Linked DNA regions of Mus musculus: all the other regions are linked to region 1. A link is a contact called in public promoter capture Hi-C data. All regions are on one chromosome and are shown on one strand. Each heading gives the region's core, a stretch centred on a gene start, on an enhancer-like site or on the middle of the called end of the contact. The rest is flanking DNA. Distances are from core to core; before and after follow the strand shown.

What was found. Promoter capture Hi-C pulls out the DNA fragments that hold promoters and counts their contacts.
Region 2: a contact with region 1 is called in a promoter capture Hi-C map of pre-B cells, with 2.7 times the contacts expected there. The contact joins the promoter of Hnrnpa1 here to the promoter of Smim41 in region 1.
Region 3: a promoter capture Hi-C map of liver shows a contact between it and region 1, with 5 times the contacts expected there. The contact joins the promoter of Fmnl3 here to the promoter of Smim41 in region 1. A contact is called at or near these places in 2 of 39 promoter capture datasets (liver and pre-B cells).
Region 4: a promoter capture Hi-C map of pre-B cells shows a contact between it and region 1, with 2.4 times the contacts expected there. The contact joins the promoter of Calcoco1 here to the promoter of Smim41 in region 1. A contact is called at or near these places in 2 of 39 promoter capture datasets (erythroid cells and pre-B cells).
Region 5: a promoter capture Hi-C map of pre-B cells shows a contact between it and region 1, with 7 times the contacts expected there. The contact joins the promoter of Atp5g2 here to the promoter of Smim41 in region 1. A contact is called at or near these places in 2 of 39 promoter capture datasets (embryonic stem cells and pre-B cells).
Region 6: a contact with region 1 is called in a promoter capture Hi-C map of hippocampal neurons, with 5 times the contacts expected there. The contact joins the promoter of Prr13 here to the promoter of Smim41 in region 1. A contact is called at or near these places in 3 of 39 promoter capture datasets (cranial neural crest, hippocampal neurons and pre-B cells) and 1 of 9 other capture datasets (adipose tissue).
Region 7: a contact with region 1 is called in a promoter capture Hi-C map of pre-B cells, with 6 times the contacts expected there. The contact joins the promoter of Sp1 here to the promoter of Smim41 in region 1. A contact is called at or near these places in 3 of 39 promoter capture datasets (the C10 cell line, hippocampal neurons and pre-B cells).

Annotation. Positions count from the first base shown.
Region 1 is chr15:101,291,216-101,294,992 of GRCm38.p6, forward strand. It overlaps Smim41 (small integral membrane protein 41), which reads left to right and starts at 2,010. Exons shown (of 2, transcript NM_001369218.1): 1 at 2,010-2,417. The coding sequence starts at 2,040. The coding sequence ends at 2,309.
Region 2 is chr15:103,238,767-103,242,543 of GRCm38.p6, forward strand. It overlaps Hnrnpa1 (heterogeneous nuclear ribonucleoprotein A1), which reads left to right and starts at 1,631. Exons shown (of 11, transcript NM_001039129.4): 1 at 1,631-1,762; 2 at 2,314-2,430; 3 at 2,680-2,826; 4 at 3,137-3,347; 5 at 3,440-3,532; 6 at 3,614-3,706. The coding sequence starts at 1,748. Cbx5 (chromobox 5) reads right to left here and starts at 1,086. Exons shown (of 5, transcript NM_001076789.2): 1 at 967-1,086.
Region 3 is chr15:99,368,534-99,372,310 of GRCm38.p6, forward strand. It overlaps Fmnl3 (formin-like 3), which reads right to left and starts at 1,949. Exons shown (of 27, transcript NM_011711.2): 1 at 1,644-1,949. The coding sequence starts at 1,769.
Region 4 is chr15:102,720,553-102,724,329 of GRCm38.p6, forward strand. It overlaps Calcoco1 (calcium binding and coiled coil domain 1), which reads right to left and starts at 1,626. Exons shown (of 15, transcript NM_026192.3): 1 at 1,495-1,626.
Region 5 is chr15:102,669,456-102,673,232 of GRCm38.p6, forward strand. Atp5g2 (ATP synthase, H+ transporting, mitochondrial F0 complex, subunit C2 (subunit 9)) reads right to left here and starts at 1,592. Exons shown (of 5, transcript NM_026468.2): 1 at 1,563-1,592. It overlaps Mir688 (microRNA 688), which reads right to left and starts at 2,411; the gene lies at 2,337-2,411.
Region 6 is chr15:102,457,264-102,461,040 of GRCm38.p6, forward strand. It overlaps Prr13 (proline rich 13), which reads left to right and starts at 1,907. Exons shown (of 4, transcript NM_001170911.1): 1 at 1,907-1,992; 2 at 2,845-2,883; 3 at 3,107-3,456. The coding sequence starts at 2,865.
Region 7 is chr15:102,404,745-102,408,521 of GRCm38.p6, forward strand. Sp1 (trans-acting transcription factor 1) reads left to right here and starts at 1,572. Exons shown (of 6, transcript NM_013672.2): 1 at 1,572-1,678; 2 at 3,028-3,188; 3 at 3,472-3,777. The coding sequence starts at 1,672.

The DNA of each region.
Region 1 (3,777 bases), core at 760-3,259:
ATGTAAGCGAAGGCAGGACATGGGTTTGTTGTGTCCCGTGACACTGCTCTGGTTGGCCCGCCCCTCGCTGTTCCAGGGATGCTTGGGAACAAGCTCATTTCTACACAGGTCTTAACTAGACAGGGGTGTCTGCACAGGCCCGTCCACACAGGCCTATCAATCTACACAGGGGTGTCCACACAGGCCTATCAATCTACACAGGGGTGTCCACACAGGCCTATCCACACAGCCCCATCCACACAGCCCCGTCTACACAGGCCTATCCACACAGCCCCATCCACACAGCCCCGTCTACACAGGCCTGTCCACACAGCCCTGTCTACACAGTCCCATCTACTCTGTGTCTTCTTCTGAGCTTTGCTCACCTCTGAGGAGACTGAGCACTGCTGAGTGAGCTCCTGTGGGGAGGGACACTGAAGCTGATGCTGGCTGGGGCCTGGGCGTGGTCCTGGAGCAGGGCAGCTAGAGATGTGCCTGCATTCTCTGGCTGTTTTCCTGGCAGGGTCAGGTTTTCTGCTCAGCCTCCGGATGCTCTGGCTTGGCACTGAAGAAGGTGTCTTCACAAGTTTCCCTGGTGTGCTTTGGTCTAGGTGTGTCCTATCTTTTGTTTTGTTTTTGTTGAGGTGTAAGTTAGAGGTGACCCTTTCTTGTTTTGTCTTGTTTTTGAGGCAGGGTCTACATTGTCCAGTCCTGGGACTTGCTTTATAGCCCAGGCTAGCCTCAAACTCAGATCCACCTTGCTAGCTGGCTCTGTGATCTACTTGAGTCCGAAGTTTCTAGGTAGTCCTAGCTGGCCTCAAACTCATGCTATAGTCTGACCTTGGGATTCCGTGCTATTCTGACCTGTTTTATGTTGGGCTGGGATTTAAAACCTGAAGCTTCCTGTTGGACAAGTTGCTAGGCAGGCATTCTACCAACTGGGCTGTATCCCAAGTCTCTCCAGAGTGGCTTTATGTTTGAAATGGGAACTTGAAATTTGCTAAAGGATCTTGCAGCAGACCCGGGCAGGCTTCTCTGCCTGCAGATTGCACTGGACTTGACCCCTGGCTGTGTGACAGGTACCCAGCTGGCAGTGGCTGTGTAGACACCAAGACAGTGATGTGTTCACCCTCTGCAGAATTATGATTCCCATGAGGTAGGACCGTGGGCCAGATCTCTGCTCCCTTCCTAAATTGTTTCAGTTCATAATTACATCAGTCCCTACACCCCTCCTTGCTCTCTAGATCTGCTGTGTTCTCGGTAAAGAGGACTTCTTGGACAAGAAGACAGGAGAGAAGGAATGGAGGTAGGCCTTGCTATCTGGGTACTTCTAGCCATTCTCTCTGCCCTGGGGTCTGGAGTACTGTGTTCTGCCTGTCTGCCCTGAAGGAAGACTTTCCACCATTCGGACTGTCCTGTGTGTGAGAATTGTTTCAGGAACAGAAAGCTGTCTGTCCCGTGCTTTGCTCAGAGTGGTCAGCACTTGGGATGGGGTCTAAGAATTGTAGACACAGCTGGGCAGTCATGATGACCACCTTTAATCCCAACACTTGGGAGGCAGAGGCAGAGGCGCAGGGGCAGAGGGGCAGAGGGGCAGAGGGGCAGAGGGGCAGAGGCGAGGCAGAGGCAGGTGGATTTCTGAGTTCGAGACCAGCCTGGTCTACAGAGTGAGTTCCAGGACCGCCAGGGCTACACTGAGAAACCCTGTCTCGAAAACAAACAAACAAGAATCGTAGATGCTCTGAAAGCCCCGAGGATGCAGAATCTTGGCCTTTTTCTATGGAGGAAAGTCGTGGAAACGGGCCTTTTAGGCTTACCTGGCAATTTTGAATGATGGACATAGGTTTGGAGAACAGATAGGCTGGGCCTAAGGATCCAGCCTGTCAGAGAAGGACCTCGAGGCCACTCTGGAGGAGTCTGTCTAGGAGGGGCCTGAGCGCTGCTCTGCACGCACTTGGGTAGAGTGGGCGGTAGGGCCCTGGGAGGCCCGCCCCTTAGAGACTTCTGACACAGCCTCAACTCTCAAGGGTAGTGTGCACATCTGGGCAGCTGGTGGGAGCATGAACGGCTCACAGGTGGGAGCTGCAGCCAAGGCTGCCTGGCTGAGCTGCTGCAACCAGTCCGGGCTGCCACTCGGACCCCCAGAGGGGCCACGCATGGTGCAGGCAGTCGTGCTGGGCGTCCTGTCACTTTTGGTGCTCTGTGGGATCCTGTTCCTGGGTGGTGGACTCCTCCTCCGCGCTCAGGGCCTGATAGCCCTGCTGGCCCGAGAAAGGCATTCAACCCCCGAGGCTGAGCCTGGTGCCTGTGGAGGGGATGACGACTCCTAGGTGTCAGCTGCTCTTGAGATTCAGCCTGTTCTGTGCCACGCCATCCAGAGTTCATTTCTGTGAGGCACAGCGGAAGGTCCAACCCACAAGCTCTTATTTCCCGCACAGGTGAGAGCCTTGAGACACAGGGAGTCTGGGGTTGGGGCTGCGTGGGGTGGGCACAGTGATGGTCTCTGTTCTCATTAGGTGGACATCACTGGGTACAGACAGCTGCTCAAGGCCAGGGTAGAGCTGGAGGTCCCTGTGCCTCTGAGGCACAGACAGCCTTCGTGTCCCTTATGCTAAAGGAGGGAGGCCGGAGAGTTCTGTGAATGGGAGCTCTTTGTGTACCTATGTTTCCCCGTGTTCTGCATCTGCCCAGGTTAACTTGTGGTCTGCTGGACTCAGCAGGACCCTCTGTTCTAGAGGCTAATACAACCCAGCCTGAGCTCTCAGCTTGCTGCTGTCTCCTTCCCAAAGCTTCTGTCCAGGGAGGGAGTGGGCAGGCTGGGGCCCACCGGAGGTGAAGGTAGAGGAGAGAGATTCTTCACTCCCATTAGAGGTACCCCTGGTTGGGTGAACAGTGGGGACAGAGAGATGTGCCAAAGACTCCTCTCCTGGCTCCCCGCTCACGTGTAGCTCAGCCAGAAGCTTTGTGTGCTGTGTTGGGGGTGGGGACAGCAAGGTTTCGTGCAGGAGCATATGCGGAGGAAGGAGAAGGCTGAGTACTCCCAGCTGTGGGGGCTGCGTCTGGGTCTCCCGCCTCTAGCTCTCTAAGGACAGGAACCATCTGGAGAGAAGGGTCTGGGTGGCCCAAAGGACAAAGTAACTCCAGTCCAAGGCCACCTCAGGCTGAACCATGAAATGGGGGTGGGGGGTGCCTTTACCATCCCATTGATATTCAGCTGTGTGTAGGGGCTACTGGGGACGTCTGTGAGTGGCCGTCTCTTGGCGACTCTCAAGGCTCCTACTTTCAAGTTACCGCCAGGAATACGGTGGTGCAGGATGCCCGTGATGATGGCCTGGTGAGGGGCTGAGGGTGTGGGTAGGTGGAGGTAATCTGCTGTGAAGCTGACGATGTGTGATCCTTGCTTAGCACCTAAGGGTTTGGCACCAATTCTGGGCAGCCGTGCCATGTTAGCCTCAAGAGTGACAGAGTTCACATCTGAGATGTCTCCTCCACAGCCGGGGAGTGCACTGCCAGGGCAGGGCAGTGTGTGTATGTGTGTGTGAGTGTGAGTGAGTGTGTGTGAGTGTGTGTGTGTGTGCTGGTATGGAGGGGGGTGGGCAGGGCCCAGGGAACTGTCCTCCTTCACTTTCTGGTCTTGGGCACCGGCTCCTCCCCACATTCTGCAGTCTCCCACCCTGTGCCTTCCCCCATCTCTCCTCAGTGGGGCGGAGGGCATCTAGATTCCCTTGAACCCCCTCACTGACAATCAGGTATGCCGAGAGAAACTTTGAGAAAAGGTGAAGCTCAAAGAGACAAACA
Region 2 (3,777 bases), core at 381-2,880, 1.9 Mb after region 1:
CACAAAACAAACAAACAAAAAACCAAATGTGTCTATTTTTATTAAGGTTTTCATTATTTCATCAATGACAATTATCCCTCAAACATACAGGCCTTGGCCCCACTGTTTCCATAGAAGCAACACGTTTTGACTTTTGACATGTAACTCTCAAAAACTTTCATAGAGATAGAAATACAAATACAGTGTCCCTGGAAATGGGTGCTAGTGGTTAAGTCTATTTTTCTTGGATGCTTTTCATTGCAAGTACTTTACCTAAGTCATCTCATTCAAAATTTCAATATTCTTCTCTTAAAAGTTTTCAAAGACTAAAGGCACGTTCTCCAAAGTCTCAAGTGAAGGGAGGAACGTACCAAAAACTACAAGAAAAATGATTAACTCAAGGGCCACAAGAAAACATATGTTTTCCCTAAGGTAATATACAGAATGAATGCCTTAGTTATAGGAGTCATTTTAAGTTAAAATACTCGCCCCCACAAATGCAAGAGTAAGCTTTATTGGGGGGGGGAGGGGGGAATCCTGTCTTTCTAGTGACTCCTGGCTTGCTCTAAGAATTTAACCAGCCAACTCCCGCGCTCCCCACAGGAGTCCAGCCTCTGCCTCTTGGGGAAGGCCGGCCAATCGCGCGCTTGGGGCTCATTGGCTCGGAGAGACGCAACTCAGGCGAGAAAAACCCGCCTCCCACATTCCGATGGCCCAAGGACCGATCGGTAGGCAGCTATAGGAAAACCCAATTGGCCTATAGGCTCGCCAGTCAAATGCTTCGGCAAGGCAGCTTCACAGAACCTGCAAGGATAAAACATCCCGCCCCAGTTGTCCTATTGGCTGGCCCGACCCGTCGCGGCCCCTTCACTGTCGTCGTCCACCCCCCCCCCCACCAGTTCAGCGGTCCATTCATTTCGTACAATAACCGGTGCAATGGGAGCGGGTTCAAGATCTCGTACGGGTAGACGAGACTCTGCCACTTACCCAAGATCTAAAGTGATCACTCACGCTAAGGCCTGCACGGTTCCTCTGTGGTAAAGCGGCACCACAAGCCACCGCTACCGCCGCCTTCTGCGCAATGCCAACCGCCCGCCAAAACGGATCCTTCCCTGCGCCTGCGCAACCAATCCTGGGCTTGGACCTTTTCTCCGCCCAAAACGCCTGCGCAAAACTGGACGCTGGTCCCGCCACTACGCAGGCGCCTAGGTTCACAACCCTCTCCCGCCCGCCATTTCACGTGTTCCAGGCAGCAGGCGGAACATCGTAGTGCGCCGGCGTGAACTCGCCATTTTTATTACACATGCGCCTTATAGGGAGTGGCTGGGAAAAGTCGCGGTGAGCTACTTTGTAGCGTGCGGTCCTTTGACGAGTGAGTTTGTAATGTTCGGGTGTGGGAAAGTTATGAAAGGCATTTAAAAGACGTGAATACATTCAAATATAAGTGACTGGCTAGTTAGCCAATCAATGCGATTAAGGATAAGATCCCTTGGGGCATCAGTGACTCAAAGGGGCGGAGTCTGAATAGAACGCCCAAACGGATGCCGTTTCTTAGCAGGGCGTCTTCACGGGCCAATGGTGGGAGGGAATAATTTCAAATCTCCAATAAGACTCAAGTAAGGGCGGAGTCTACCAATACCGAGAGCGAGGAGGCGGGATAAAAGGGCGAGCAGAAGGTAGGCTGGCGGGCACGTTCGTTATCGTATTCCTTTCTGCTCTTTGACGCTGCCGAGGAAGCATCGCTGAAGGCTCTCGTAACTCTACCGTCATGTCTAAGTCCGAGGTAAGTTGGATGCGCTTTGCAGCTTCTCTTTCTTCCACACTTACTGAATATAGCGGGATGTGACGTGTTTTGCTGCTCGCACCCGTGGTTTCGGTGTTTTATCGATTAGTGCTGAGGCCTACTTTAAAAAAATGCAGGTCGCCATTTTGTCCTCATAGTCACCATGAGGCTGCGATCCGACCGCCATTAACGTCCATGCACTGTTCCTTGTGGCAAACTTCACAGACTAATGATCTGGGGAGTGTGGCCTTTTCTTCCCCTCCCCCATTCTGGTCTAACAATCGCTTGTTAAAGAGATATTAAGTCTTAATGGGGATGGACCCGACTAACCTGTGCCCTTTGTTGCGCGTGCGTATGAAGTAAAAGTAAGGACGCATGCGCTGCGTGCAACTCGAGTGAATCCCCAGCAGCACCTCCTAGCCTAGGAAGGAGCACGTGGTCTCGTGCAGTAATAAAGAACAATAAAAAAGTGTAGCATGTGTTGTTGCGGGGTGTTGATTCATTTTCCCAGGTTCCAGCCCCTCCGCTAAACACTCCCTCCTCCACTTTAGTCTCCCAAGGAGCCAGAACAGCTGCGGAAGCTCTTCATCGGAGGGCTGAGCTTCGAAACAACCGACGAGAGTCTGAGGAGCCATTTTGAGCAATGGGGAACACTAACAGACTGTGTGGTAAGATTAAAAGAAACAAAAGGAAGAGCTGGCTTATTTCTTCCGATTTAATCTGCTGCTTCTTAGCTAAATTGTTTTGTGAAGTTAACTAATGGGATGGTAAAAAAAAATCTGGGGCTTTCTTCAGATCTGTAAGAAGCTTACATTTCCACCCCCCCACTCTGAAGTTTCATGTTTGCCTTGATCAGACTAGGAATGGCTTTTGATTCTGAGATCAGGCAGTGTATTGATTGAATTAACTCTAAACAGGTAATGAGAGATCCAAACACCAAGAGATCCAGGGGCTTTGGGTTTGTCACATATGCCACTGTGGAAGAAGTGGATGCTGCCATGAATGCAAGACCACACAAGGTGGATGGAAGAGTTGTGGAACCTAAGAGAGCTGTCTCAAGAGAAGTGAGTGGTTTTTCTCTTTAACCTGAGACTATGATTGGGGCAGTCCTCAATTGGGAGATCCCCCCCAAGTGGTATTAAAGGCGAGGGCCTGGAGGTGGTGGCACACGCCTTTAATCCCAGCACTCCGGAGGCAGAGGCAGGTATATTTCTGAGTTCGAGGCTAGCCTGGTCTACAGAGTGAGTTCCAGGACAGCCAGGGATATATAGAGAAACCCTGTCTCTGAAAAAAAGGGGGGGGTGGGCCACCACACCTTCCCAGTCATTTAGAAACTGCTACTACTAAATAACTGAAGTCATTTTTCCTTTTTAGGATTCTCAGCGACCAGGTGCCCACTTAACTGTGAAAAAGATCTTTGTTGGTGGTATTAAAGAAGACACTGAAGAACATCACCTACGAGATTATTTTGAGCAGTATGGGAAGATTGAAGTGATAGAAATTATGACTGACAGAGGCAGTGGGAAAAAGAGGGGCTTTGCTTTTGTTACCTTTGATGACCATGACTCTGTGGATAAGATTGTTAGTAAGTATCAGAGGACTACGTGTTCCTTAATGACTCTGGAGTCCTCTTGTGTTTTTTTTTTTTACAGTCCTGAATCTACCTTTTTCTCTTAGTTCAGAAATACCATACTGTGAATGGCCACAACTGTGAAGTAAGAAAGGCTCTGTCGAAGCAAGAGATGGCTAGTGCTTCATCCAGTCAGAGAGGTGCGTTAATTTTTGGTTAGATTGTGGGCGCCAGCATGAATTACTATGGGTTAGCCTAATGATCCAAAAATCTCTTTTAAGGTCGCAGTGGTTCTGGAAACTTTGGTGGTGGTCGTGGAGGCGGTTTTGGTGGCAATGACAATTTTGGTCGAGGAGGGAACTTCAGTGGTCGTGGTGTGTATGGTTTATTTTTGATTCCTTGTTGGTTTCAGAGCTTTTAAATATTAACTGCTACCCTGTGTTTC
Region 3 (3,777 bases), core at 699-3,198, 1.9 Mb before region 1:
CTCAGTAAATGTTAACTGAAGTTTATCTCAACAGTGACTCAGATCTGAGATCACCTGTATTCCCCAAAAGGAGTTTGAGGTGCAGAAATCTGAGGAAGGCAATTATCCTATGCTATACACCTGGTCACAGGATATGCCTGCTCCTGTCAGATGAAGGTTTTCCAAACCCCACTGTATTTACAGAGCCCCACCCCCTACACTCCTCCGGAAAACACTCTGACTGGGAAAGTTGTATCACCGCTGAGTCAAGACCACAGACTCCTGGCTTTCTGGTACAGACACATGATCTGATCCACAAAGACCTAGGCAGAGCTTGGAGAGCTTGAGGTGATTTACACAGAACATTGATTCCAGGAGTCCTAACCCAGCCCTGTGCCTTAAACCAGGGACTCTATGGAGGTGGTGCAGATACATCACAGGTGTGCAAGCATACTGATTTTTTTTTTTTCCTCCTTCTTCCTTGGGGCAGCTGAAGGTCATAATTGATCCCCTCCGGGTGTGCCCTGATATTAAGCGCCTGCCAGGGGCCATCCTTTCTTGCTTCCCCTGACACACCTCTGTGGAACATCCTGGACTCTCTCTGAGTCCAAGTTGGTGCCATTGAGATGATGATGTGAGGCTCCCCACATTGCAGAGGCCAGGATCTCTAGACAGCTCCACTGCTGCCAACAGATCTAATCTCCCTCTTCCAAGGCAGATGAAATCCAATAAGGCTGCTAAGTCTACAACTTATCCCTCCTCACGGGCAAAGTCAGTCCTTCAGACCGTACCAACAATACACCAGAATTATTACTATCTCCTAATAGCTCTTTGGGGGAAGAAGTGAAAGCTATTTCCCCAAGTTTTTCAGATTTATCTGTTAGCGTTATGTTCATTTTTTTTTTAAAGCTTCATGTTGAACATGGTCCAGCTTCCTCTCAGTGATACCTGCTACTAACCTCTCTATTCAGAGTCACTCACATCAACGTCCAAGCCCCAGGGCAAAGGAGAATCAGTTCGTCTTTAGAAACCATCCCTTTTGAAACCACAGAAGGACTACAAAGAACCACAAGCAACGGTACACGAACCAGTCACCAAAGTTTAACATGAAACGAGGGAGGATAAAAAACCAGGCGGGATGGTTTGTGTATTGTTTCAATTGGGGGGAAAAAACTGTCTAGTCAAATGGCTTATCCACATGTTCAGCCTAGGCAAATCCACTATAACTTAGCAGGATGCCTGCAGGCGGTCCTGAAATAAGTAGAATGGCATCGCTTCTTATCCCACCCCCCACCCCCATGGGCAGCCAGCCCCTTCTCCAATCCCCCCTTTTCCTCCCCGAAACATCTGGTCTGAACGCGAGACCCGCTCTCATGAAGGAGGAAAAATGCCTGATTTTGGCTGGGGACCCAACAGCTTCCGAAACCGTCCCACCAGCGAGGTCCCGGGAATGGAATTCCGGCAGCGGACCGGGAAGTCTGAGGGAAGTGGGGAGGGAGGAGTCTGGACCTCGGGCAGGTCCCGGGCTTGGGGACCCCTCCTCCCCGACCCCCGACGGGCCGCTCCGAGCTGCCGGCCGGGCCAGGCGTTGACGGGGCTGCGGGGGTGGGCGGGACCCGGCGGGGGCTGTGGGGGCGGCGGGAAGGCAGCAGCGCCGGTCTCACCAGCACTAGGGCGAATCTCTCTTCCAGCTCGCACGGCTCGGGCATCGGCGTCTTGCCGGGCGGCAGCAGCAGCGGGACGGAGGGCGGCTCGCCCGGGCCACCGTCGGTGCTCTCCAGGTTGCCCATCGCGGCGGGGCCTCCTCCGGGCCTCAGCCCTCCACCTCCTCGCCAGGGCCCTCAGCCGCTCCGACCTGGCTCCTCCCTCAGCGCCCGCTCCCCAGGCCCGATTCCTCCGCCCCTCAGGGGGCGCCTCGCAGTCCGGCGGGCGGCGGCGAAGCGCTCGACGCGCTGAAGCGCGCCTTATTCATGCAGGCCACGCCCACCGCCCACCGCCCCGCCCGCGCCTAACTGACAGCCGCGCCTCCCAATCACAGAGCCTCCCGCCCTCGGCGGCCTCGCGCCTGGCTGCGAGCGCGCCCTGGTGGCCCTTGGTGGGCATCCAATCGCTGTGTTTGTTGGAGGATGTAGCCACAGAGCGCGGACTGCAAAGTTAACTGGGAACACTAGGGAGACCACCATCTGTGACTCAGGTCTGTTCATTCCAGCACTGGAGAGGCTGCGGCTGAAGGACTGCTTGATTGGAGACCAGCCTGAGCTACATAGCAAGACTGTCTCAGAAAAAAAGCAACTTATCGTGAGAGCCATGTATATAACCCCGGAGAAGTCACACCACCACCTTCTGAGCTTTTGTCGACTGGAGGGAGAAATTTGCGCTTGAAAGAATGATTGAAATTAGCCGGGCGTGGTGGCGCACGCCTTTAATCCCAGCACTTGGGAGGCAGAGGCAGGTGGATTTCTGAGTTCGAGGCCAGCCTGGTCTACAAAGTGAGTTCCAGGACAGCCAGGACTATACAGAGAAACCCTGTCTCGAAAAACCAAAAAAAAAAAAAAAAAAAAAAAAGAATGATTGAAATTATTCCTGTGAGGGCTGGAGATGGCTCTGCTGTTAAGAGCAATGGCTGTCCCTCTGGAGGACCTGAGTTCCATTCCAAGCAACTACAGAGCTGCTCACAACTGTCTGTAACTCCCATTTCCAAAGGATCCGCGACACCTTCACACGTGTGATACGTAGGAAAAACACCTAGAAAATGCACGTTTTTAAAAAGGTGATTGCTGTGACCTAATGTCCATTTCGGCCTGGCTCACAGAGGATTTTATTATCCAAGGATGGTATCTCTTTTTCTGGAGCCTTACACAGACTTCTCCAGGTCTCAAGTTCCTGTACAATGCAAACAGTAAACCATACAAACAGCATATCAGAGAACAGAGGTTAGACTGTGGAAGTAAATGCCTTGGATTTGGTAGAAAGCGATCTGTTAGGTCCTTCCGCTGCTCACAGCCCTCCAGCTCTGATGGAACCGAAGACTGCTGGCTCACCACTAGACTCTGCTGCACGCCACACTGTGGCAATGCCTGCTTTCTGGAGAGGTCATGCATGCCCTTCCCTGGACTTGGCTTTAGGAAGGATGGGATTCCATCCAAAAGAGACTCGGGAGGGAGATATATTTGACACAGACATCCAGGGAGGGGAAAGGCTTCTTCCTGACAGACAGAGACAGGTGAAAGAGGCATTTAGAATAAGACCTTATCAACTGGTATGAAAATAGGAGAACAACTCTGCTCTGGCTTGTCATTACTAACAAGGTGATGGGCTTCTGTCATTTCTGTCAGCCTTTATCCCTCTTCTTCTGGTGATAGAGAAGTTCTCTTTTAGAGAACCACTAGATTCTGTTTTTGGCTGAAGTGCAGCTGGACTTTGCTCCTATCAAGGAGCAGGACTTGGCCCAAGACTGCCCAATGTTAGAGACTGTAGGACTAGTCAAGGCTGTAAAGGAAGAGTCAGGAAAGAGGCTCTCTGTTCCTGGAGCTTGAGAATTGTTAACCCATAAACCTACAGCTATTCTTGCTTACCTTGCCATCACGTCAAGCCCAACCTGCCTGAGAATGAAGCTAGTACATGGAGAACAGCTGCGAGGGTAACACAGACTCCAGATGACTGGAAACCAGATCCAACCGCTCAAGTTGTCACCCAAATGTTTTAGTCATTCATTCAACAAACGCTTTTTTGAAAAGATTATTATATGTCAGATGCTTTTCTGAGCATTGAAGATACATATGTGAGCAAAAAGAGCAC
Region 4 (3,777 bases), core at 376-2,875, 1.4 Mb after region 1:
GGGCCCTGAGAAGGGGAAATATACATTCGGCGTTGAGAAAAGGCAGAGATCAACGAGAAACATTCTCCCCCCCCCCACCCCCATCTTGACGGGAGCAGAGCTAGAAAGCTAATGATTTGTTTGGGTGTTAGCCCAGCTCCAGTACCCTATACCCATTTTCTTGTTGGCTCCTCTTAGCCTCAATTCTAAGAGTCCAAATCTTGACATATGTTTGGGTTAATGGCAGGAGATAAGCAGATAAAATGGAGTTAGCTAGGGAGAACTAATTGGAAAATAGATAATAATAATAATAATAGCAACAACAACAATCAAGAGTTCAGGGGGTAGAATAGTTGGGTGGGTAGAGGTGCTTGCCACCAACTCAAGGTTGGGAGAAGAGAACTGATATCCCCAAGCTGTGCTCAGACTTCTGTACACCTATCTTCACACAGACACAGACAGACAGACACACACACACAGAAGTAAAAAAAAAAAAGTTAAAACAGAGTAGTACTCAGAGATGAATAAGAACAAAGTATGGATGGTGTACATGTTTGAAATGAAACTCACTGTATATTAACTTAAAAAAAAAATACACCTCAGTCCAGAGCGGGGAGGCAGCCCTTTTCTCTAGCCCACACATCTGCTTCCTGTGTCAGGTGCAGCTGATGTGTCCAATCAGACATCACCACTAGTCATATGCACACCCCCAAACATCACAAACCCACACCAGGCTGAGACAGTGGGGGAGGAACTTTAAAAGAAATTAAACACTCCATGGAGAAGGAAAGGTGGGCCAGCAATGCAATAGGAAACAGTTTCTTTGTCGGCTTTTTTTTTTTCATCTATGAAAAATCTCTCATTACAGCTACTCCGTGTTTTCTTCAATATAAGTCTTCTTAGGTTAGAGTGAGATCTGTCTCTAAAGTTCTACCCGTTGAGAACCCCAAACCCCTCCTTTCCCACAAAGACAATCTGTAACAGCTGCAGATATTCTTCAGAACTGAAAGTGTATGTGGTCAGATGCTGATGTTCAAATGCATTCTCTCTCTCTCTCCCTCTCTGTGTGTGCGTGTGTGTGTGTGTCCCCTCTCCACTGTAGGGCTCTCAGCGTTTTGGCGTTCCACAAGTTGGAAGTTTTCCCCTCAGGGATTCAGCGTAGTAAAGGCCTTTGGATCTTTGGATTTGGGTAAGAGAGAGAAGGTCTGTGAGGGCAAAGACTTGCCTGGAAAAGATTAAGCAAATATTTCAGTCCCTTCAAGCTTCCATAATCGGATCGAGCTTTACTGAGGAGGCCCCGCAAGAAAGTGAGGACAATGCGGGCTACTCCTCAAGGCCCCCCTTGAAACCAACAAAACCGAAACGTGGGGGAGGCTTCCTTAGTGCGTAAAGTATTAAAACCTAAACGCTCCTACCGTCCTCTTCTACAGTTCTCTCGGATTAGCCTTTCGCAGGCTGAGAAGCGGGCTGACCACCCCCGCGTAAGCCCACCCTCAGTTAGGCCAAGTTTCTTACCCCACGGACGGATCAGCTGTTCCCCTCACCTTTCACCAACAACAAAAACAGCACTCCGACTATAGGAGGGGAGGGGAAGAGTGACGCGAGAGCTTCTGGGGCTTGTGGTTCTTCTATGACTCGACACTGTCTACTTTTCTACCTGTGGAACTACATGTCCCAGGAGGCTGCGCGCGAGGGGCGGGGAAGAGGGCGGGGCGGTGATGGACTCAGCGTGGCATCCCGGGAGATGTAGTTCTTACTCCCGAGGCAGTTCAGGAGGGTGTGTCTTCCAAAGGACTTCACGGCCCATGATTCCTTAAGAAAGGGCAGGCTGATCTAGTGGAGGCTGCTGGTTCGTAGCATGCTTAGTGGGAGAGTTGACGGCTTTAACGCGTTCTGCACAGCTCTTTTCGGTGGGGCGGAACGCTTCCAGCACAGCCTTCTTGTTCGCTTTTACAAGATAGGCTGTAGTGTTATATCTACTTACAAAAGAAAAAACTTGTCTAAGGAATCCTCTAGGGTCAGGGCTATGAAACTGTAGAACTCTGCCAGGCCTCTCCCAAGCTACGAGCTACAGCCACCATGTTGTGGGTGGGGAAACTCACAGGGGTGGTAGTGGTTATTTATTTTTAGCTTGTTCTGACTTCAGGGTTGACAGAGCTTGTAAAAGTCTCAAAGCTTACTGTTTGGTTCCAGCTTGAGAAGATTTCCATGCCAAGGGGTCCGATAACACACACACACACACACACACACACACACACACACACACACACATACCACACCTGCACGTGCTCCCCCTGGAGTGGCTTCTGGGGCTAGGATTAGGGGACATAGCTTGAAATGGTGGCTAGGCTGTGGAATGAAAAGCATGCGGTTGAAGAGAGAGCTTGGCAGGACTGCCACAGCTCACAACAAGCTACTTAGAGAGGCTTGTTTGCCCAAGCCTTTTAACTGGCTTAAATTAATTAGAGCAACAATACAATTGTTGCTATAGGGTTGTTTTTTGTTTGTTTGTTTGTTTTGTTTTGTTTTGATAGGCGAAAGAGTCACACTGTTCCCACACCGCAGTCACTTAAGGACTTGAACCGTCCTCATCGTTGTGGGTGGCCTCCAACCCTGGAAGAGTTCAACCCCCCCCCCCTTTCTCAATATTAAAGGATTAAGTGAGATGTAATGCTACACACCTATAACCCTAGCAATTGAAGAGGCAGAGGCAGGGAGATCCTGGAGATTTCGATTCTGACTCAGGCTACACAGGAGACCCTGTCTCACAAATAAATAGTTATGCCGGAAAGACAGCTGTCCTCTCCTGGTTGGGTCCATTCTAATTATCTGTGGCAGTAGGTTCTGGCGGCGCCTCTTCTTTTACTTTTTTTTTTTTTTTGGTAGTTTTTTTTTTTTTTTTCCTTTTAAGATTGAATAGGGTATTTGATGCTGTCCTTGGGTGCCTTTCATTTGAAGATCTCCAAGCATTAAGTCACTGGGCTGCACAAACATTAAGATGACATGTCTGTGTCATTAGTCAGGATTTATGAGTTAGGGCACAAGCTGCTGGATGGGGAGATAGTTCAAGGTCCTGGGTTAGCTACGAGTGAAGCCTGTCCAAAGACTCAAGTCTCAAATGTTTATTTTGTCTGCATTCAGAATGAAAGCTTGTAAAAATCTCAGTCTCAAATAGAGCTAAGGTAATAACAACTTCCATGTTTGGGATGCTTACAGCGTTTTTAAACAGCCATAACGTATGCCCTATTATCATCCCCATTTTACGTGTAATGAGAGCAACACTCAGACAGCTGAGTAATTCGTGAGGTTAATCCAGCTAAGTGGCAGAATCAGGGTTCAAGTTCCAGTAGTCAGCACTGTATTAATGTGGCTTTAAATTCTGTTGTTGTAAGAAGCAGTGTTAGTCAGGGGATAAATATTCACTGAGCTCTTATGTGCTCAGTGAAGGCACGTGGCAACGGGAAGCCCCATCATTCAACAAGTATGTGTTAGTGTTATGCCGGATGTTCCATATGTCTCACTAAAAGGGTAAATACAGATACTGAAGGATATATTTGATTGGGTTAGTTTGTCAAGATGGGGATGGGGTGGGGGCTGGAGAGATGGCTCAGCAGGTTTTTTTGGGGGGGTGGGGTGGGTTCAAGACAGGGTTTCTCTGTATCGCCCTGGCTGTAGACCAGGCTGGCCTCGAACTCAGAAATCTGCCTGCCTCTGCCTCCAGAGTGCTGGGATTAAAGGTGTGCACCACCACTGCCCAGCATGGCTCAGCAGTTAAGAGCACTGACTACTTTTCCAGAG
Region 5 (3,777 bases), core at 342-2,841, 1.4 Mb after region 1:
GCAGACAGAGCTCTGTGAATTCTTGGCTACACAGTGCGACCCTGTAACAAACTCCTCCCTTTTGTCTTTATGCAACCTAAACCCAGATTTGATGCCCACCTACTCAGGTTTAATTGAGTCGAAACCCAGTACTTCTTTAAAACTTTTGCAATAGAGGCTTAAGCTGGGTTGATGGCTTAGATGATGGTGCCTGCCACACCCCGTGCGCTGGGTACCTATGGAAGCAGGTGGCCTGAAGCTGACTGGCTTGCAATCAGAGTCGATGAGCTTCAGGTCAGTAAGACATCCTGTCTCGAAAGGTGAGGGTGGAGTGGAAATGCCCCCCACATTAACCTCTCAGCATGCATGCATACATGTCACCATACACGTGAATAAAGGGAGGTCTGAAGTTAGGCATGGTGGTATGTGCAAGTGATCCTAGCACTGGGGAGGCTGATGCAGAAGGATCATAAATTTGAGGTAAACGTGGGTTAGAGTCAAGAAGCCAAAATAAAATGGAAGACGTTTTTCCAAAAACAAGTTTTAACATGGTAACTTATAAAATGTAGTTCTGGCAATACTCTAATTACTGCCCAACCCACTGCTTGCTTGCAGAGAACTCAGTAAACAATTCTTAAAAAAAAAAAAAAGTAGGGGAATTAAATTTAATAGTTTACAAACATATGGAATAGTATAATCTGTTGCTGGTGTGTAATAAACCCAAGCGTATCATTCGGCGAGCCCTTCCAGTGGTCACTTAATATGGGCAAGCCCACACCAGAGCAATGAAACCCTCCACAATGAGAATTCCCCACTTAACCATTCCGTTCCTTAAACCTTCCCACTAGCTGGCAGGTATAAATTCTAAAGCTCGTATTGCTCCCATCTTCTGGGCTTGCTGCCTAACAGAAACCTCCATTTCCACCATTTAAGATTTTATTTCTAACTTCATTAGTATGTCAGGGCCTTCATTAGAGGCAACCAGTTTCTAAGGGAACAGGCCTCGCTCAGGCCTCACTCCTGCCACCTGTGCACAGGCCGGTTAGCCTGTTCTGTTACTCTCTACCACGTTCAGTTTATTTCAAACTGAAGGATGCTGACTAGGGAGATGATGGCTTTGGACGGTGAACTAGCTTGACTGCGCCAGAGGTCCTGAGGTTCAAAGTCTGCAAGCTTCAAAAAAATAAAAAATAAAGGCTATTTTGATTCAGGATGACAAGGGGAGGCAAAGGTAGGAGGGGAGAGTCTGGGGTCATGACAATGGTGAAAGGCGTGTGGGTGAGCGAAGAGCACCCATAAAAGCCTTGGTTCGCGCCCGGAGAGAACACGCTCGCCAGCATCTGCCTTTCGCCGGCCGCAGAGCCCCCAACCCCCGTGAGACACCCAAGATGGCGCCAGGCCCGCGCGGTTAGAGGTCATCGGCACGAGGAAGGGGTAGCCCTCCGCGTGGGGATGCCGGGACCGCGAGGGCTCAGGGACCCGCGTGGGAGCTAGCAAGGTCAGGGCGGCCACGCGTCCTCGCAAGGGGTACTGCTGCGCGCGCCTGCGCGGCACGAAGAGGACGCGAGGCCTCAAGGCCTTACCTGCTCCCAGGGCAGAGAAGACAGAGAGGGGCGGGGGCGCGGGAAGCGCGAGGGAAGGCTCTGCGCATGCGCGGCCGGAGCCAACGAGTCGCTTTTCTCCATGGATAGAGTGGACACAAGCTAGAGGATCGGCCGGGACGCCACAGCTCCCTCTGCCAGGTTGGTGGTGTCTTGGGGGACAAGCACTCCACCTGGCGTCCAACAGGAGAAACTGCAAAAGGAGCCCACCGTGCACGGAAGAGCCGCCAACTCTTGCTGATCTGCAACGTGGTGGAACTGTGGACTGCACAGCATTTTTGGAGTCTTGGACTCGAGTCCCCTTTCCGAGCATGCGCAAAGTTAAGGAAAAAAAAAAAAACCAAAAAACACCCTACCCAGTCTACTCGGAAATTGTTTATAGCATACAGTAGGGATTGGGGTTCAGTGCCTAAAATGTAGCAGGGGAAAATAAAATCACAGAACTCTTGGCTTCTTGTCACCCTCAGGACACTGGCAACGTTGGGTGGGAGATGGGAACTGGCCCAATGCTATTAGCAAAATGCCATGGCAGTTTCTGCTTTAACTTATTTTTATTTTTGTTTTCCCTATCTCGTTGATGAGCAAAGCATGAAAAAAACCCAGCATCTTCGAGTCATAAGACTGGGGGGGTAAACAAGGCCTGATTCTCCCTTTTGTGAGTCCTGGGATCAATTAGGGATAACCGCACCTGTGGCCTGCAGTAGGGGTGCGAAGTCACCCCAGGCGACCAGTTTACCTCCTGTCGGACTTGCTGGGGGGCGAGCTGGAATAAGTAGTCGCCTGCGAGGTGCTCTCCCCAAGCAAGCCCCTACTTTTCTTCACTGCCCTTTCGCCCGTCCCTCCCCCAGTGGCGGTGGGCGGGGGCTTTCCTGCGCTAGTCCTGGAGCAGGCCTTTGTGTACACGCAGGAACGCACGAGCCTAGCAGACGGCTGCAAGGCTGACCCAGCCCCTTAGCCCGGCTGTCCGGTTAGGGTGCTTGGACGCAGCGCGAGAAAGACGGGAAGAGCTCACCAAACCCCCATAAAAAAATAAAAAGAAAGCCGCGGCTGTAAATAAAGGCAAATCCGCCACCCTCTGAGGGGCCGTTTGTCCTCCCCTCCTTGGCCCCGTCCTTCCCGCCACCCCCTCCCGGCCCCCGGCCCCGCGGCGCCCCGGCCCCAAGCTCCTCCATTTAATCGGATTTGGGAGAAGGGGAGGATAAATCACGGCAGCAGCTTTACGGTCCCGGAGGAGAGGCGAGCCGCAGCCAGGCACACCCCGGCCGGCGATAAAAACCGCCGCTGAAAGCCCACGGAGCAATTTCCCGGGACCCCGAGCGACGCCATTACAGGAATGTAATTTTGCCCGGATGAGGCCCCGAGTTTAATTATCCTCGCGGAGGAATTTCAATGCGGCCAATCCATCTTGCAGGCGGGCGGCAGAGGGATTTATATGGGCCCGTTATTTCACACCGATCCTCCATCTGCATTTTTATGGCCCTGAGCTCCTGAAAGGGAGGGAAAGTGTGGGGAGAAATGGAAGAAGAGGGTGGAGGACTCCCCGCCTTTCCTAAACCTTGGATTTCAGCTGGATTAGGATGCTCGCAGGTTCTCCTGAGGTCCCCAAATCTCCCTCCAGTGCCAGTTGTTGACCTGGGCAGGGGCAGAACCGGGATCTTTAGGAAGCAACAGGTATTTTTCCAAGTACTAAGCAGTGTGAGATGCCGTGTGAGAAAAGGCAAACCCGCCACCCTCTGAGGGGCCCAGGCTAGCAGGGCTTAGGAGTTGGTCCCTTGAGGTTCCCTGAACACCCCGCTCCGCCAAAAACTGAATTCTTTGTAGCTCTTAGTTTCATACCCTAAGAGGCACAATCTATAGTTCTTAGGAGCTGCCGCCACCAAATGGTGTTGCAGCTGTTGGTTGCGACAATTTAGAGATCTCGTATATATATCGCTAACAAAATCCCGGAGGAGGATGAATCAGAGAAAGGGCCTGTGAGGAGCTAACCCTGGCTTCTCCTAAAAGTTACTGCAGAGTCTGATAATTCCCTGGCCCGAGTGGTAGGATTTAGTTAGACAAACCTGAGTTCCCAAATCACATGTGACCTTGGGCAAGTTATTTAACCCTTTTAAGTCATTTTTCCCCTCTCCTTTTAAAATTGGGTATAATAACAGCGCTTACCCTGCAGCCTATATTGAGATAATAATGTACATGAAGC
Region 6 (3,777 bases), core at 657-3,156, 1.2 Mb after region 1:
GGATGTCTTCAGTACATGGTGGACTCCCAAAGAACTAGGCTTTAATGCCGGTAAAGAAATGGACTTTCCTTTCCAGGAGAGAACAAACTGGCCAAGAGCAAAGTGTCCTTCTTCAGTGTCCTTATCTAGGTTTCCAGCAGATGGTATGGCCCAGGTTAGAGGTGTGTCTTCCCACTTCAAAATCTAGATTAAGTAATCTATTCACCTACTTCAGGTTAAGAAGAAAAAAAAAAAGGTGTGTCCCGACAACCAAGAATAGTTATCACACCTAATAAAAATTGTTGTAAATATTTGTAAAAGTTTGAGATCATCTTGGCAACATAGCAGGCTGAGGCCATCCTAAACTGAGTGTGAGATCCTGTCTCAAAAATAAATAAAAGTGCCGGGCATGGTGGCGCATGCCTTTAATCCCAGCCCTCGGGAGGGAGAGGCAGGAGGATTTCTGAGTTCGAGGCCAGCCTGGTCTACAGAGTGAGTTCCAGGACAGCCAGGGCTATACAGAGAATACCCTGTCTTGGAAAAAAAATAAAAAAAAATAAAATAAAATAAAATAAAATAAAATAAAATAAAAGTGTAGAGGGTGGGGAGAGGAATGTAGACAGCTAAGGTCCAGGCCTTGTGTGGCTTGTGGGAAAGTCCTTGATTTATTCATCATTTTATCTATGAACAGGGTCTCATGTAGCGCAGGATGACCTAAAACTCTCTGTGTTGCCAAGGGTGACCTTGAACTCAGGATCCTGTAAGCCCTATCTGCAAAGTGCTGGGGTTAGCTGGGCTTGGTGGCCCACACCTTTAACCCTAGCACTCGGGAGGCAGAGGCAGGTGGATTTCTGAGTTCGAGGCCAGCCTGGTCTACAAAGTGAGTTCCAGGACAGCCAGGGCTATACAGAGAAACTCTGTCTCGAAAAACCAAAAAAAAAAAATTCTGAGAGTTGTGGCTTGCTTTTGTTTTTCTAGCACCCGAGAGAGAGAGAGAGAGAGAGAGAGAGAGAGAGAGAGAGAGATATGGGATGACTGCTTTTCATCCAAAGTCAACCCAAGTCATACTGGTAGATTGTCTCAAAAACATCAAAACCAAAAATGAATTCACTTAGTTACCCAGAACAATGACATGAAACTATAACTGCACCATCTGCTGAACACATTGAAACCCTGTCTCTTATCTTTCTACAAAAAAAGAACCACAGGCTGTGGTTCTAGCAGCTGGCAACATTGAAGCCCAGGGCTGGGACTCAGCAGAACTTCCTCCTTTTGTTCTCTGAGGCCTTTTTTTGTTTGTTTGTTTTTGTTGTTATTTTCCGAGTCAGAGACAGGGCTGGTCTGTGTGGCTCTGGCTGTCTTGGAACTCACTATGCAGACCATGCTGGTTTCAAACTCAGAGATTCACCTGCCTCTGCCTCCTGAGTTCAGGGACTAAAGGTGTTGTGCCATCATGACAGAGCTCTCTCTGAGGTTTTATGTAGGGTTCCCTAAGAAGCTAATATTGTCTTTAAATTCTGATTCTCTTCCTCCATTTCCAAAATGCTAGGTTACAGACAAGTCTACCCATCAAGCAGGCACTTGGTGCACATACACTGAGGCAAAACACTCATACACATTAAAAAAAAAAATCTTAAAATTTAAGCAAAACAACAACAAAAAAAAACAGTGAGAGTTTATCTCGTTGGCTCAGGTCCTTGCTTGGAGCTGACCCCGCCTCGGTCCCGCCCTAAGGAGCATTTCCGCTGCGTCTCCGTATTTCACCTGTATGTATTTCACAACGCAATGTTTTCTCCCTAAGGCTCCGCCTGGCGGCCAGCGCAACGGTTTCCTCCTTGTTTAGTTGGACCACAGCGATTGACAAGTCAGTTCTCCAATCATCGTGTCAAAGTGATCACATAATTATTAACTAGGTCACAGGGGCGGTGCGGAAGTATAGAATGAATAGGAGTGACCAGGAAGTGCGAACCCAGACTGAGAAGGAGGACAGGAGCGGGCTGGCGATCTGGGAAGGTGACAGGGCATCTGGCCTCCCAAATTCCATCTCTCCTCTTAGCTGGGCCAGGGATCCATTTATTCCTGAGAACTAAGAACTCCATTTGCTCTTTGGGGGTTGTGTGTGTGTTCTAAGAGTTTTGGGACCTGGAGTGTCTTTCTTGATATTCAGGATGGGATTATTTGTTTGTTTATTTATTTATTTTTATTTATTTGTTTATTTTAGCTTCACTTCAGGGGTGCCCCCGGGGCGAGCAGGGAGTTTAGGTCCCATCTCACACTACGGATGCTTAAAGGCCTCCGGTCCCTTTCCAGGGAGAGGGAAATGAGACTTCTCCATCCAGGTGAGATAGTGAAAGTGGGAGGGGCCCTGGGAAGAGAGTTCCTGTGATTTAAATCCTGGGCTAGAGTAGGCTATGAGGATGCGGGAAAGAAAAAGGGAACTTTTTTTTTTGTTTTGTTTTTGTTTGTTTGTTTGTTTTTGTTATTTCGAGACAGGGTTTCTCTGTATAGCTCCAGCTGTCCTGGAACTTACTTTGTAGACCAGGCTGGCCTCATTCGCCTGCCTCTGCCTCCCAAGTGCTGGTATTAAAGGTGTGCACCCCCACGCCCAGCAGGGAACTTTTTTTCATTTCCTTTTGTTTTGGGTTTGACACAGGGTAGCTCTAGCTGTCCTGTAACTCTTTTTCGACCAGGCTGGTCTGGAACTCAGAGATCCACCTGCCTCTGTTTCCAGAGTGCAGCCCATTTTTAAGTGGAGGTTTATCTGTGAGAGTCTTGGTAGGGTGGAGGCTGTAGGGTGGGGCTCGGGTTCTCGAAAATCCTCCTCCCTTCCTGGAACCTTCAGACTTTGCCTGGTTTACTTCCTAGGCTTGAGCTAACATCTCGACATGTGGAATCCTAATGCTGGTAAGTTCCTGGGGGCTCTCCTCTGACCTGCCCCAGCCCATTTTGCAATGAAACAGGAAGTTTCTATCTATCCCCGCAGCCCCAAGCAAAAGCAAAGCCACCGGACCACTGCTAGTTACCAAGTTCTGCCTTTCCATAAGGCTTAAGAACGGTAGTGATTTGTATTATGTGTTGATAGAGGTTCCGGACAGTTCTAATCTTTATTCTCGGATTCTTCTTCCAGGACCGAATCCATATCCACCCCAAGTTGTGTGCCCAGGAGGTTCCAATCCTGCCTGTCCACCACCTCTCAATCCTGCCTTTCCCCCTGGCCCCTGTCCTCCCGGAATTCCCCAGGGAAACCCAGCTTTCCCTCCGTGTCGTCCCCCTTATCCTGTACCACAACCAGGGTGTCCAGGATACCAACCCTCAGGTCCCTACCCTCCCCCATACCCACCACCTGCTCCTGGCATGTGCCCCGTGAATCCTCCGGCTCCTGGCATGGTGGGTCCCGGAATCGTGATAGACAAGAAGACTCGGAAGAAAATGAAGAAAGCTCATAAGAAGTCGCACAAGCATCACAAGCACGGGAAGGTCAGTGTCATCTGGAGCCTGGCTGGGGAAGGAGCTCCGTTCAGAGGGACCAGGGGTGATCAGGAGTTGGGGAAGGACTTTCACGGTTTGTGGGCACAGGCGATGGTGTGTGGGAGCGGTAGCCCGCAACCTTGTCGCTTTAGCAGATGTAGATGGTTTTTCCTTTAAGTAAGGGGATCCTCCTGAAAGGAGTTTAGTAATATTGAGGCATCAGATCACTCCCATCTGCCAAGGAAAAGTGAAGGGGTGCGGGGAGGATTTCTGTGCCAAAAGCCCTCGACCTTCTTTACCTAACTCTTTCCCAGTAACTTCCCTCACCCA
Region 7 (3,777 bases), core at 322-2,821, 1.1 Mb after region 1:
AAGAGATCCTCCTGCCTCTGCCTCCAGAGTTGGGTCCTAAAAGTGTGTACTACCATGCCTTACATTGAGTTTGTCATAATCAGTGCTAAATGCCTATTTAACTGGGACAACCAGGTATCTCAGCTGTCACTTCACATTTCCAAGGCCATCTCCAAAGGAGCAGAGAGCCTCGGTTCCTATCTTTAAAGTGTTTCCCTTTTTTTACAGGAGCATCCAGCCCGTAAAGTAGGACACATTAAGTGATTAACTGTATTAGTTCCAAGTACTAAACGTGGTGACACCAGTCAGTGACAAAGTTTAAATGAGGAGAAAGAAGGCGAAATGGAGGCCAGAGATTGAGGTGCCTAAGGCAAAATCTTTAACCTTTGTGATTGCAAAAGGAAGTAACTAGGTTAGCGTGCTTTCTACTAAGAGGGAAAATGGAAGTAGTTTATGAGAGCTTGGCTTCACGAAGTTCCCCAGCGTGCGTTACTCTGAAAGCTGAGTTGGTTTAGCAGGTCTGGGGCAGCTTAAGAAAATGGCGCTTGCTACATCTTCCCGAAAGACTTCCATATTGGTCAGCTCAGTCGACTTGGGTTTTCGCGTGCCGTCACCAAGCTGTCGTCCCGCCCGCCGCCGCAGGGCTTCCACCCACGGCCAGGGGGAGCCGCCCGCCCATCCCGGCAGGGGTGACATTCGAGGGGTGCTGTGTAGGAGCGGGGAAGGGACAACCCGAACAGTCTCGGGCGACGCGACACTCTCGCCCTCACGCGTCTCGACTCTGACACTTGTGGAGGGCTCCACTCAAGCGCACACCCTAACGAGGGAAGGAAGCCTCCCGAGGAGGGCCAACATGGCGACCAACTCCTTTTGGCACAGCCCGGTTCCCTCCTCAGGATGGGCGGCCCTGTAACGACCATTGGCCAAAGCTAGAGGCGGTGCCATGCTGCCTTCGCTGCCTCATTGGCTTGAGTATCGGAGGAGGAAGCCTGTTCTCCTCTCCCCATTCCAAGTTCCAGCCTCCACCTTCTCCTCGGCGCGTAATTGGCTGTTCGTTCACGTCAATACGCGTCCTGTTCCGGCTCTTTTCAGTTATCGTCCAATCAGAACTTTCTTAACTGCCCGCCTGAATTCTGATTGGTTTAGGAAGCTTGCTCCTATCCCATTCCGGCCTATTTCTTACTCTTCCCCCTACACGGACTTTGCCCAGGCATGCCCAGGATTCTGGTTGGTCGTTGTCCTGTCTTTCTTACTTAAGCTCTTCCTATCCCTACCGCTCACGGAGCCCGCCTGGAGGTTGACTGGTTTCTCTGCAAGTCCATCGTCATCTCATCCCGCCCACCACCACTTCCTGAGTTTCTAATTGGTTGCTAAAACTGAGAGGGCGGCCTTTCTGGGCGGAAACCAAGTACGCAACTTGCTCTTACACGCCTCAGCGAGAGAGCGAGTCCTACCATTGGGTAGGCAGCCCGCCTTTCCTCTGCAAGGCCCTCCTTTCACCCTCCCTCATTGGGCGGGGCAGTAGATAAGGGGCGGGGATTAGGCCGGGCTTGTGGTGCGCTGCTCCCTCCTCCTTACCCCCCCCTCCCTGTCCGGTCCGGGTTCGCTTGCCTCGTCAGCGTCCGCGTTTTTCCCGGCCCCCCCCAACCCCCCCGTACAGGACCCCCTTGAGCTCGCCCCTCAGCTGCCACCATGAGCGGTAAGGATGAGTCCACTCCGAGCCTAGGGGTGGGAGGGGAGTGAGGGGGCGCGCGCGAGGACCGACCGGGCGGTCCCCGCTGTGAGGGGGGGCGGGCGGGAGGCGGCGGCGGCGGCCTTGGTCCCGCCCGGGGCGGAGGGAAGGGAGGGAGAAGGGGCAGTGGCGGGGCCTCGGAGGAGGAGGGGGATGGGCTACCCGCCCCGGGGGAGGGGGCAGCGTGGCCTCGCCCGCCCCCTGCCCGCCCCGGCCACGAGGGACGGGCCTTACCCCCCACTACCCGGCCGGCCGCCTGAGGCTCCTCCCGTCGGGGGCTGGCGCCGCGGGGGCGGCCCGACCAGTGCAGGCCCCGCCTGGGCCAACCGCCTCCCCGGTCCGCCCGCCCTCCGGTCGCAGCCTGCCCCGGGCCCTCCCCCGCACCCCCGTAAATTTCCCTTCCCCCATCCGACCCGCCCTTGCCACGCCTCTATCCCCGAAACCGCCCCTTCCTTCTTTGGACCGCCTCCTCAGCCCCAAACCTGGGTTCTAATCCCTAGACCCTTACCTGTCCTCTCAGATGTTTCCTCACCTTCTCTTAGGATTTACTCTTTCTCAGTCCCTTCCTGTTATTGTTTACACTAGATCTTTCTTCATCTCTTATAGTCCTAATTTTAGCACACTTTCCATCCACCCACATGTTGGGTCTCCTTTTCCTTCCAGGATGCATTTTTTTTTTTTTTCTTTTTTGAGATAGGTTCTATGTGGTATTCGTAGTAACTCGAAGTTACTATTGCAGCCCTCAGACTTTTAGCTGTCTAGGTGCCTCTTCCTCTTGAGTGCTGGGATTAAGAGTGCTATCAACCCTAAGGAGCAACTCTTTATTTCTGAGACACTGAAATTCCAAATTCCCTTTCTCAAAAGGGCTATTTGTATTGGGATCAGTTCTTACTCTGTAGGCCTGGAAGACCTAGAACTGGTGAACCACCTGGCTCATCCTTCCAAGTCTTGGGATTATAGGTGTGAGTCACCATGCCTAGCTTCCAAAGCAATTTTTGAGTCATTTCTGGGGTTAATTTGTGCATAGGAAAATAGTGGCCTGTCTTGGGCACCATTAAGCTATGTGTCTATGGCTTTGGCATCCCAATTTACTATGTAGCTGAGGATTTCTTTGAACTTTTGCCTCCACTTCCAAATTCTGGGATTTTAGGCTTACCACCATATTTAGACCTATCTGGCTAAGATCTTTTTAAAAACTGTTCTGTCAGTCATTGCTGACGGTCAAATCCTTAATTTTAAATCTTATGTTGTTTTTAACACACCCCCCCCTACACACACACATACACTTAATTTATTTCTTTTGTAATTATTTTTAGACCAAGATCACTCCATGGATGAAGTGACAGCTGTGGTGAAGATTGAAAAAGATGTTGGTGGCAATAATGGGGGTAGCGGCAATGGTGGCGGTGCCGCCTTTTCTCAGACTCGAAGCAGCAGCACAGGCAGTAGCAGCAGCAGTGGTGGCGGAGGAGGGCAGGTGAGTGATCAAGGATGGGGAATGTGTTGAAAGGGTATAAATATTCTTAGAAACTTCCTTAACCAAAAATTCTGGGAAGAAAAATACAGTAGGGAAGTACACTCAGAAAGATAGGTGATCTAGAGGGTCCCCAGATACGAAAGTTGGAACAGTATACAGAAAGTGAGCATTTTGTTTCTGGTTTTTGCTCTATATTCCTGCATTGTTGCTGTTTTGTCTGTTGAATACTGCCCCCTAGGCCAGCTATTGGGTGCCACTAACTCCTTTCCTCTCTTCTGGCCAGGAATCCCAGCCATCTCCTTTGGCTCTGCTGGCAGCAACCTGCAGCAGAATTGAGTCACCCAATGAGAACAGCAACAACTCCCAGGGTCCGAGTCAGTCAGGGGGCACAGGTGAACTTGACCTCACAGCCGCACAACTTTCACAGGGTGCCAATGGCTGGCAGATCATCTCTTCCTCCTCTGGGGCTACCCCTACCTCAAAGGAACAGAGTGGCAACAGTACCAATGGCAGCGAGTCTTCCAAGAACCGCACAGTCTCTGGTGGGCAGTATGTTGTGGCTGCTACCCCCAACTTACAGAACCAGCAA